Linked DNA regions of Mus musculus: regions 1 and 3 are each linked to region 2. Evidence: chromatin contacts called from public Micro-C and promoter capture Hi-C data. All regions are on one chromosome and are shown on one strand. Each heading gives the region's core, a stretch centred on a gene start, on an enhancer-like site or on the middle of the called end of the contact. The rest is flanking DNA. Distances are from core to core; before and after follow the strand shown. Region 1 holds the start of Tbc1d9 (TBC1 domain family, member 9). Region 2 holds the start of Gipc1 (GIPC PDZ domain containing family, member 1). Region 3 holds the start of Samd1 (sterile alpha motif domain containing 1).

Region 1 (2,700 bases), core at 112-2,611, 490 kb before region 2:
GGTCTAGTGTCTGTCTCCTAAAGAGACTGAAGATGAAAAACAGGTGAAAAGCCAGACCGTTGCTAGTGCAGACCAACCAGAGAGCTTCATGCTTATGCTTCATGAGCCCAGAGGCTCTTGAGTGCAAAGCCATTCTGGGCTACACAGTGGGACCCTGTCAATGGACAGGTATCTAAATGATTAAACAAATCAGGGAGAAGACCCTTGTGGTGACAGGAAGAGAGCCTTGTACTTCTTTAGCACCCTCAGGGCTGGGCACAAAGCCTTGATGGAATGGCTGCCAGTTTGCTCATTCAGCTACTTGGAAGAGTCCTTAACACAGTCAGAAACACACCCAAACCGCTCTTAGTCCATCTGTACTGTTGTCATGAAATACTTGAGATGGTAACTCTTTTTGTTGTTGTTGTTGTTCGAGACAGGGTTTTTCTGTGTAGCCCTGGCTGTCCTGGAACTCACTTTGTAGACCAGGCTGGCCCCGAACTCAGAAATCCACCTGCCTCTGCCTCCCGAGTGCTGGGATTAAAGGCGTGCGCCACCACACCTGGCAAGATGAGTAACTCTTAAAGGAAAGACTTTTATTTCGCATGGTTGTCAAGGTCAGTAAGTCTACAACCATGTGGGCCACATCTGCTGCTGGTTCTGTCTGCTTCCTCACAGAGTTGAGCTGATGGATAAACTAACCCAACTCCTGTGTGCTGCTTTCTGTGTCTTTCTCCATTCCTGATGAGGGACCCCACTCGGCCTAATTGCCTCTAATGGCCCCACAGATTAATGCTGTCACAGTGACTGAATTTGGGGTTGGAAGGACACATTTAAATCATAGGTACACACATAAAAAATGTGTTTGAATGGTTTGGTTATTTGAAAAGAGGAGATTCTCACGATTGGCTAACTTTTGGGCCATTGCAGAGTCTAGTCAACAACTCTGGTCATCTGAAAAGGAAAACCTCTTTGGCTGAAAACATTTCTCCGATCTCTCGGGTGAATGCATTTAGTCGCGTACGATACGCAGTAAATGAGCTGAGACCAGAAAGGGATTCCAGGAATGCAGGGAAAGACAAATTGTTAAAAGCATAAAGTTGCCTGGTCTGAGTGCCTCTGGTTTAATTTTCATAAACAAACAAACAAACAAACAATGCTAGTGTCCCTCAAAGCTCCTAATGCCCAATATAGGAACAGCTGTGGGGAGAATTAGTTGGTTTAAGCTTTTGGTCTGTTTCCAACTTCTCTATAGCTTACGCCCTGTAGGTCAAGGAAAGAAGTGATGTAATGCATTTAGCTGGGCCACTTTAATTACAAAGGAATGGAAGGGGAGTGGCCACCGGTGGTGACAAGTTTAGCGCGTGACTTGATCCAGGGATGCAGGAAACAAAAACATTACCAACCATTGGCTGCGTCCACCTTGGACTCCTGGCTCTAGAGCCAGGTCTGGAACCTGGGAACACACGTTTCCGGGGCAGGGGTGGCGCTGTCCCGCCGAGCGTCAGCCTTGAATACACACGCCACACGCAGGCTCTGGGAGCGGGGCAGCTTCCTCCCTGCTGGGATGGGCGTGGGGCCCTGCGCTCCGCACACAGTCCCTACCGGGCTCGCGAGAAGCCACCCGCGGTCACCCGGGCTCGCGGCGACTGAGCCGCGCTGTCGTCATTCATTCCCAGCGCCGGGAGCGTCCTTCCAGCTCGTTGCCCCGACGCGCAGTGTCCACGAGCGGTGATCTCGGGCTCGGCAGCTGGTGATCACGGCGCCCTGGGGGCTCGGATTCCCGCACAAGCTCGCCCTTGAACACCGCCGCGCCCTGAGACCGAGCCCCGACGCTTGCTCGCCCTGCGGTGGGCAGGGCCGGGCTGCGAGGCTGTGCACTTGGCGAGCGAGGAGCCGTAGGGAGGATGCTACTTGCTGGGTCCCGATCCCCGTCGTCGTTCCCGGCTGCCCGCTGGGTCTTTGTCGCGGGCCGGGAGCCGCGGGCCGCAGCCTGCTGAAGGCCGTCGCGGCCCCGCACCCACGGGCGGGAGGGCGCGCGTGTGCCCGGGAGAGCGCGCCAGTGTGCGGGCCTCTTTGTGCGACTGCCCGCGGCCACCAGGACCATGTGGGTGAATCCGGAGGAGGTACTGCTGGCCAACGCGCTGTGGATCACCGAGAGAGCCAACCCCTACTTCATTCTGCAACGAAGGAAGGGCCACGGGGGCGACGGGGGTGGCGGCGGCGGATTGGCGGGTAAGAACGGGCACTGCGGGAGGCTCCGCCCGGGGCTCTGGCTGCGGACACCCGGGACGCCGCCCGGTCTCCGGGGCTGGGCCTTTTGCCGGCCCTGTCTGGGGGCCTGGAAGGTGTCTCGAGTTGTGATTTTATTTTCCCCCAGACTAGGAGAGAAACGCCTCTTTCCTGACCCTGTCGGGCGATGGGGTCTTTGAGTTCTGGGTGACCCATAGTGGGTTAAGATGAAATTAGCAATGAGTGAATTATTAAGAATCGAACGCCGGGTTGCATACTCTCCCTACCCCCCTTTAACATACTGCTGAATGTATTGAGAAGAGAGATGGAAGATGCTTAGCTTGGACTCAGCTGTCTTTATGGGCAATTAGGTATAAAATACCCTTTTGTTACCAGGGAAGCAATCTGTCAAGAGGCTGATGTGGTCACTTCCTACATGACCTATGAGAATGAATAAGGAAAATGGAATTCTTTTGTTGCATGAGATCT
Region 2 (2,700 bases), core at 25-2,524:
CTCTCTCTCTCTCTCTCCTCCCTCCCTCTCTCTCTGTTCCTCCCTCTTTCTCCCTCCCTTCTCTCTTCCTCACTCTCTGCGTGTGTATGTGTGTGTGTGGGGGGTTAAAAGGTAAGAAAGTGGGGGCTGGAGAGATGGCTCAGCAGTTAAGAGCACTGACTGCTTTTCTGAAGGTTCTGAGTTCAAATCCCAGCAACCACATGGTGGCTCACAACCGTCTGTAATGACATCTGATGCCCTCTTCTGAAGACAGCAACAGTGCGCTTAGATATAATAATAAATATAATATAAATCTTTTTTTAAAAAAAAGGTAAGAAAGTGGATGACAAAGTGTACGCACAGTAAACTCAGAGTTAGATGGAGATAAACTCATAAAAGGGAAGCAGGAGAAGTGACTTGAAGGTAGATTGTCAGCCTAGCATCCACCAGTAACAGTGCCTCAACCTTGAGCACTTGACCCAATAGCTGATCCTCCAAGAGGAGGAGGAACTGGGCCTACGTTCAACCTTAGAGCACCTAGAAGAACGAAGGAGAAGGGGGAGAAAGAGTCCATTGTCCCTGAGGGTAGAAGCCTGGACTGGTTGGTCACTAGCTTCGATTCCGTACAGTAGGTGCTCAATTGACAAGTCGAGTGTTCTACTGTTCTGATACGTTCCATAGAGTCTTACACAATTTTGCTTGCGAAGTGCTCTGCAGCTCTCTGTGCAGCTTCGGAGCCTTTGCACACCCTGTATCTAACATTGTGTATACTCCATCCTTGTGTCTATAGAGACAGGACCGAGCCTGGTACCAGGCAGGGGCACTTAAATATTGAAAGACTGAATGAATGCGCGATCGCCTTTGTCTATTGTGTAGAGTGGAAGAAGCGGAGACACGCGGGACCCTCCCTATTCACTGTGGTCCACCCTCTGGAATCAAAGCATCTTTCTGGGAGGGAAGAGGGGCTTGGGGCTGCCCTCCAGCCTCTCGCTGACCTCTCAAAAACCGCGCTTTCCTGGATACAGAACTCAGTCCTCCAAACCCGGTCATCTGACTCTCGCTGCCAGCTCCCCCGCCGTCTCCCAACCCTTGCAGCCTCACAATGGTTCAGCCCTTCCCTATTTAGAGCGAGTAAGGTTGGACCACTGCTCGCACAATGGGGGGAGCCCGAGGCGCGGCGGAGGGATCCCTCTGGAGCGTTCCGACGGGAGGCGCCCATTGGTCGCGAGTGCACACGGCCGTCGCTGATTAGTCCGCCCGGGACGCCGGCCCCGCCCAAGTCCCGGAGGCCCAGGGAGAAGCCGGGCGGAGTTTCGAGAGGACCGAGCAGGGCGCGCGCGGTGGCGGCGGCGCAGGTGAGTGTCCCCCGCCCGGGGGGCGGCCTCCAGGGCGTGGAGCCGTGGCGGTGGGGTGGAGCTGGCCGCGTCGGGACCCCAAACACGGACCCCTCCCCGCTGGCCGGGCCTCCCGTCCGCCTCTGCTCTCTGCTCCCAGGACGCTCCCTGTTGGTGGTGGGTCAGTGTTCCCGACCCTTCCCAGGCCTCTTCCCAAAGCTGGCTGGGGGGAACACCGAGACCCAGGTCGGGATAACAGTAACAACCGCAGCACTAGTTTAATGACTCCCCCTCGCAAGCCCGGATCGGTGTTTCCTCGTCCGGCGCTTATGCTGCACAGCTCAGTTGAATCAAAACACCCTCCTGGGAGGGGTTATTAACTTGTTTTAGAAGTGAGGCACTAGTGCCAGAGAGGTGGAGTAACTTACTCAAGGTCACACAGCTAGTAAATGACCCATGGGGCTTAGGGACCCGTATCCTTTGAGTCCAGAAACTAGTCCCAGAGATCAGCCCCTAGACTCACGCCCACCGCCACCCCCATATTCACTTCGGAGCCGCACCTGCTGGGTTTTGCTTTCCTCTCCTCGCCCACGGGTCACTAGACAGCTTCCAGGTTGCCCTCGTGTCCCTTCTCTGAGCTGGAGAGGCAAGGCCCAAATACCATGGGTCGTTTAACCCCATTTCCTTTCCACCTACCCTGTCCACTCTCCACTGTTAAAGGGATGACTGGAAGTATAGAGACTTGGTGTCTGGGGAGCGCGGGGGCTACAGGCGGCCAAGACCGGTCAAGCTGTGCATTCACGCCCCTCAGCCCCCGCCCCGGAAACACTGGAGAGATGAAACCTTCAGGATCCGGTTTTTCAAGAATGAATCAGAAGCTCCTGCCTTCCTCCCCGAAGCAATGCTGTGCCCGGGGTTAGGAGGGAGGGACGACCGGGGCAGGTGTGGTGTCCCCTAAGCCAGGCGTTATCTGAGCCCCTGGAACAACCCGTTTCCTGCTCCCCCCACTTGGCTTTTCTGTGACTGCGGGGGTTGCAGAGTTTCAGGCCCTTTTTGGGATGAGAGTGCTGGACTCCGGAAATCCATCCAACCCACTTCCCTTCAGCTCCTTGCAGACAGACTGGAGAGACGCACACACTTAGCTCTCTAGCAGTCATGTTGTGGGGGTTTGAACCACAGGCAGTCGGGGATGTAAGACATTCATTCTACAATTCAGCCCTTGTGGAACCCGACCGAGGTTTCACACGCTAGGCAGGTGCCCTACGCCTGAACTACACACCCATCACCTACAGATACTGAGCAGCCACTGTGCCTGACAGCATATTTTGCTTAGAGGACTCCAAACACGGGACAGAATTTCCTGCAGTCTGGTAGGGAACAGACAACC
Region 3 (2,700 bases), core at 153-2,652, 340 kb after region 2:
ATCCTGGGCGCCTCGCTTCTAGCTTAGCTGTCAGCTGTCCATCACCTCTTGCCGTGCGTCCCCACTCACTGCAACCCCAAGTCTGATTGTGCTTTTTCTCTCAATAGAAAGGTGGGGAGCTGCTGGGGAAATTACCCCATTTATCCCTGTGTTTATCCCTCTCGTAACTTCTCCCAAAAAGGAGGAGCTCTCAGGCCTGGGTGGGGGCCCCGGGTGGACGAGGGGGTCGTTCAACCTGTGTGCTTCGAAGGATGAGACTTCCTCTTGAACAGTGTGCTGTTGTAAACATATTTGAAAACTATTACCAATAAAGTTTTGTTTTAAAATAAAAGTGTCGCTGGTTTTCCCGACTTCGATCACACCCTTGGGGTGTTGGAAAGGGAATTTCGAACCTCAATGTCCAGGTTCTGGAGACCCCGGCCTCGGGACCTTGGAGAAACCAGGTTTGGCTGGAATTCCTGTACTTCCTCCGCCTGGCCAGAGAAAGGAGGGGTGGGGTGGGCAAACTGTCCTTTGACCCTGAGTTCGGGGCCCTCAAATCTGCTCCCACCCCTACTTCGGTCTAGTCCGGGACAGAGAGGGCACTGGAGAGGGCCACTCGGACCGGTTCGGCCAAACAGCAGCAGGATTAGCAGGGTAGGAGAAAAGGGGAGCCCCGCGCGCCCCCAAGCCCTCATGTAGGCGCGGCAGGGCCGCTGGTGAGGTCTCCGCGGCTTCCCAGGAGCGAGGCGCGTCCGGCCGCGGCGCGGCTAGTTCCCGGTAAGTGCGGTCCCGAGAGCGCTGAGCGCGGAGAGGCGTGGAGAGGGGGCTGGGCGCCGAGGACGTCTGGGTCCCGCGCCCAATGGCTGGAGGGCGGCCGAACGCCGCCCGCGCGCCCCGCCCGCCCCTGTCCCCTCCCCCCTGGGCTCCCCTCCCCCTCCCCCGCCCGCCGCGCTCCCCGCCCCCGCTCCGGCGCCAACTCCGCGGCGCCTCCTTAAAAAGCGCGCGGGAGTTGTAAGGGGGGGCCGGAGCGAGCCGGAGTGAGCTAGAGCGACGGGTACACGGGGCGGGCGGGGGCCCGGGCTCCACCTTAAAAGCGGGCGCGTGGGGGTGGGAGGGAGCGAGGAAGGCGGGCAGCGGGGGAGGGCGAGCAGGAAGGGGGGCCGGAGTGTCCCGGGCGCAGGGCGCGCGTGCGGCGGCGGCGGGGAGGGGCCGGCCGCGCCGCGCTCCCCTCCTCCCTCCTCGCATCCCCGGCCCCGCGCGCGCCCAGCAGAAGCGGGGCTGTTGTGTGCGTGCGTGCGAGTGAGTGAGTGTGTGCATATTTTTTTCCTCTTTTCTTTCTCTCTCACTATTTTTTTTTCTGTCTCTCTCGCGCGCTCTCCTCTCTCTCGCTTTTTTTTTTTTTTTTTTTTTTTTTTTTTTGCGAAGAAACAGCAGCGCCGCCGCCGCTCCGCCGAGGCGCTGCGCCCCCCGGGGGGAGGCGGAGGAGGCGGGCAGCGGCGGAGGGAGGGGAGCGGGGAGGGGGCGCCGCGCTGGGAGGGAGGCAGCGCGCACCGTGCAGCCGGGCCGGGCGGGAGGCATGGCGGGGCCCCCGGCCCTACCCCCGCCGGAGACGGCGGCGGCCGCCACCACGGCGGCCGCCGCCTCGTCGTCCGCCGCTTCCCCGCACTACCAAGAGTGGATTCTGGACACCATCGACTCGCTGCGCTCGCGCAAGGCGCGGCCGGACCTGGAGCGCATCTGCCGGATGGTGCGGCGGCGGCACGGCCCGGAGCCGGAGCGCACGCGCGCGGAGCTCGAGAAACTGATCCAGCAGCGCGCCGTGCTCCGGGTCAGCTACAAGGGGAGCATCTCGTACCGCAACGCGGCGCGCGTCCAGCCGCCCCGCCGCGGAGCCACCCCACCCGCCCCGCCGCGCGTCCCCCGCGGGGGCCCCGCCGCGCCGCCGCCCACGCCCGCCCCGCCGCCCGCGCCCGTCGCCGCCCCGACCCGGGCGCCCCGCGCGGCCGCCGCCACAGCGCCCCCTTCTCCCGGCCCCGCGCAGCCGGGTCCCCGGGCGCAGCGGGCCGCGCCCCTGGCCGCGCCGCCACCAGCGCCCGCCGCGCCCCCGGCCGCGGCGCCCCCAGCCGGCCCGCGCCGTGCACCGCCGCCCGCCGTCGCCGCCCGGGAGCCGCCGGCGCCGCCACAGCAGCAGCAGCCGCCACCGCCGCAGCCACAGCCGCCGCCGGAGGGGGGCGCGGCGCGGGCGGGCGGCCCGGCGCGGCCCGTGAGCCTGCGGGAAGTCGTGCGCTACCTCGGGGGCAGTGGCGGCGCCAGCGGCCGCCTCACTCGCGGCCGCGTGCAGGGGCTGCTGGAAGAGGAAGCGGCGCGAGGCCGTCTGGAGCGCACCCGCCTGGGAGCGCTCGCGCTACCCCGCGGAGACAGGCCGGGACGGGCGCCGCCGGCCGCTAGCGCACGCGCGGCGCGGAGCAAGGTGAGCGCACCGGGCAGGTGCGGGCGAAGTTGGCGGGGACCAGAGTCCCGGGAGGGAGCGGGACGTCAGGTGGCCGGGATTCGCCCACGGTCCCCGTGGACTCCGAACGCGGTGGTCTTGGTCAGTGATCTGATCTGCGGGAGCCTCAGTTTCCTCGGCTGTAAACGTGGATTGCTGACAGTAGCGACCCCTGGGGGTAGTTGAACGAGTTTAGTAAGACTTGGCTATTGAGGGCTTTATTAACCCAG

What was found. Hi-C and Micro-C count contacts between places; a contact is called where the count stands out from the background. Capture Hi-C pulls out chosen DNA fragments and counts their contacts.
Region 1: a contact with region 2 is called in a Micro-C map of embryonic stem cells, with 2.8 times the contacts expected there. The contact joins the promoter of Tbc1d9 here to the promoter of Gipc1 in region 2. A contact is called at or near these places in 1 of 484 Hi-C or Micro-C datasets (embryonic stem cells) and 1 of 115 datasets of contacts at active chromatin or transcription factors (microglia).
Region 3: a contact with region 2 is called in a promoter capture Hi-C map of liver, with 3 times the contacts expected there. The contact joins the promoter of Samd1 here to the promoter of Gipc1 in region 2. A contact is called at or near these places in 7 of 39 promoter capture datasets (the 3T3-L1 cell line, embryonic stem cells, hippocampal neurons and 3 more), 4 of 484 Hi-C or Micro-C datasets (CD8 T cells, bone marrow-derived macrophages and granulocyte-monocyte progenitors), 8 of 115 datasets of contacts at active chromatin or transcription factors (bone marrow-derived macrophages, embryonic forebrain, embryonic stem cells and 1 more) and 2 of 9 other capture datasets (adipose tissue and liver).

What each region holds. Positions count from the first base shown.
Region 1 is chr8:83,163,991-83,166,690 of GRCm38.p6, forward strand. It overlaps Tbc1d9 (TBC1 domain family, member 9), which reads left to right and starts at 1,362. Exons shown (of 21, transcript NM_001111304.1): 1 at 1,362-2,214. The coding sequence starts at 2,085.
Region 2 is chr8:83,651,404-83,654,103 of GRCm38.p6, forward strand. It overlaps Gipc1 (GIPC PDZ domain containing family, member 1), which reads left to right and starts at 1,275. Exons shown (of 7, transcript NM_018771.3): 1 at 1,275-1,334.
Region 3 is chr8:83,996,114-83,998,813 of GRCm38.p6, forward strand. It overlaps Samd1 (sterile alpha motif domain containing 1), which reads left to right and starts at 1,403. Exons shown (of 5, transcript NM_001081415.2): 1 at 1,403-2,452. The coding sequence starts at 1,559. Prkaca (protein kinase, cAMP dependent, catalytic, alpha) reads left to right here. Exons shown (of 10, transcript NM_008854.5): 10 at 1-331.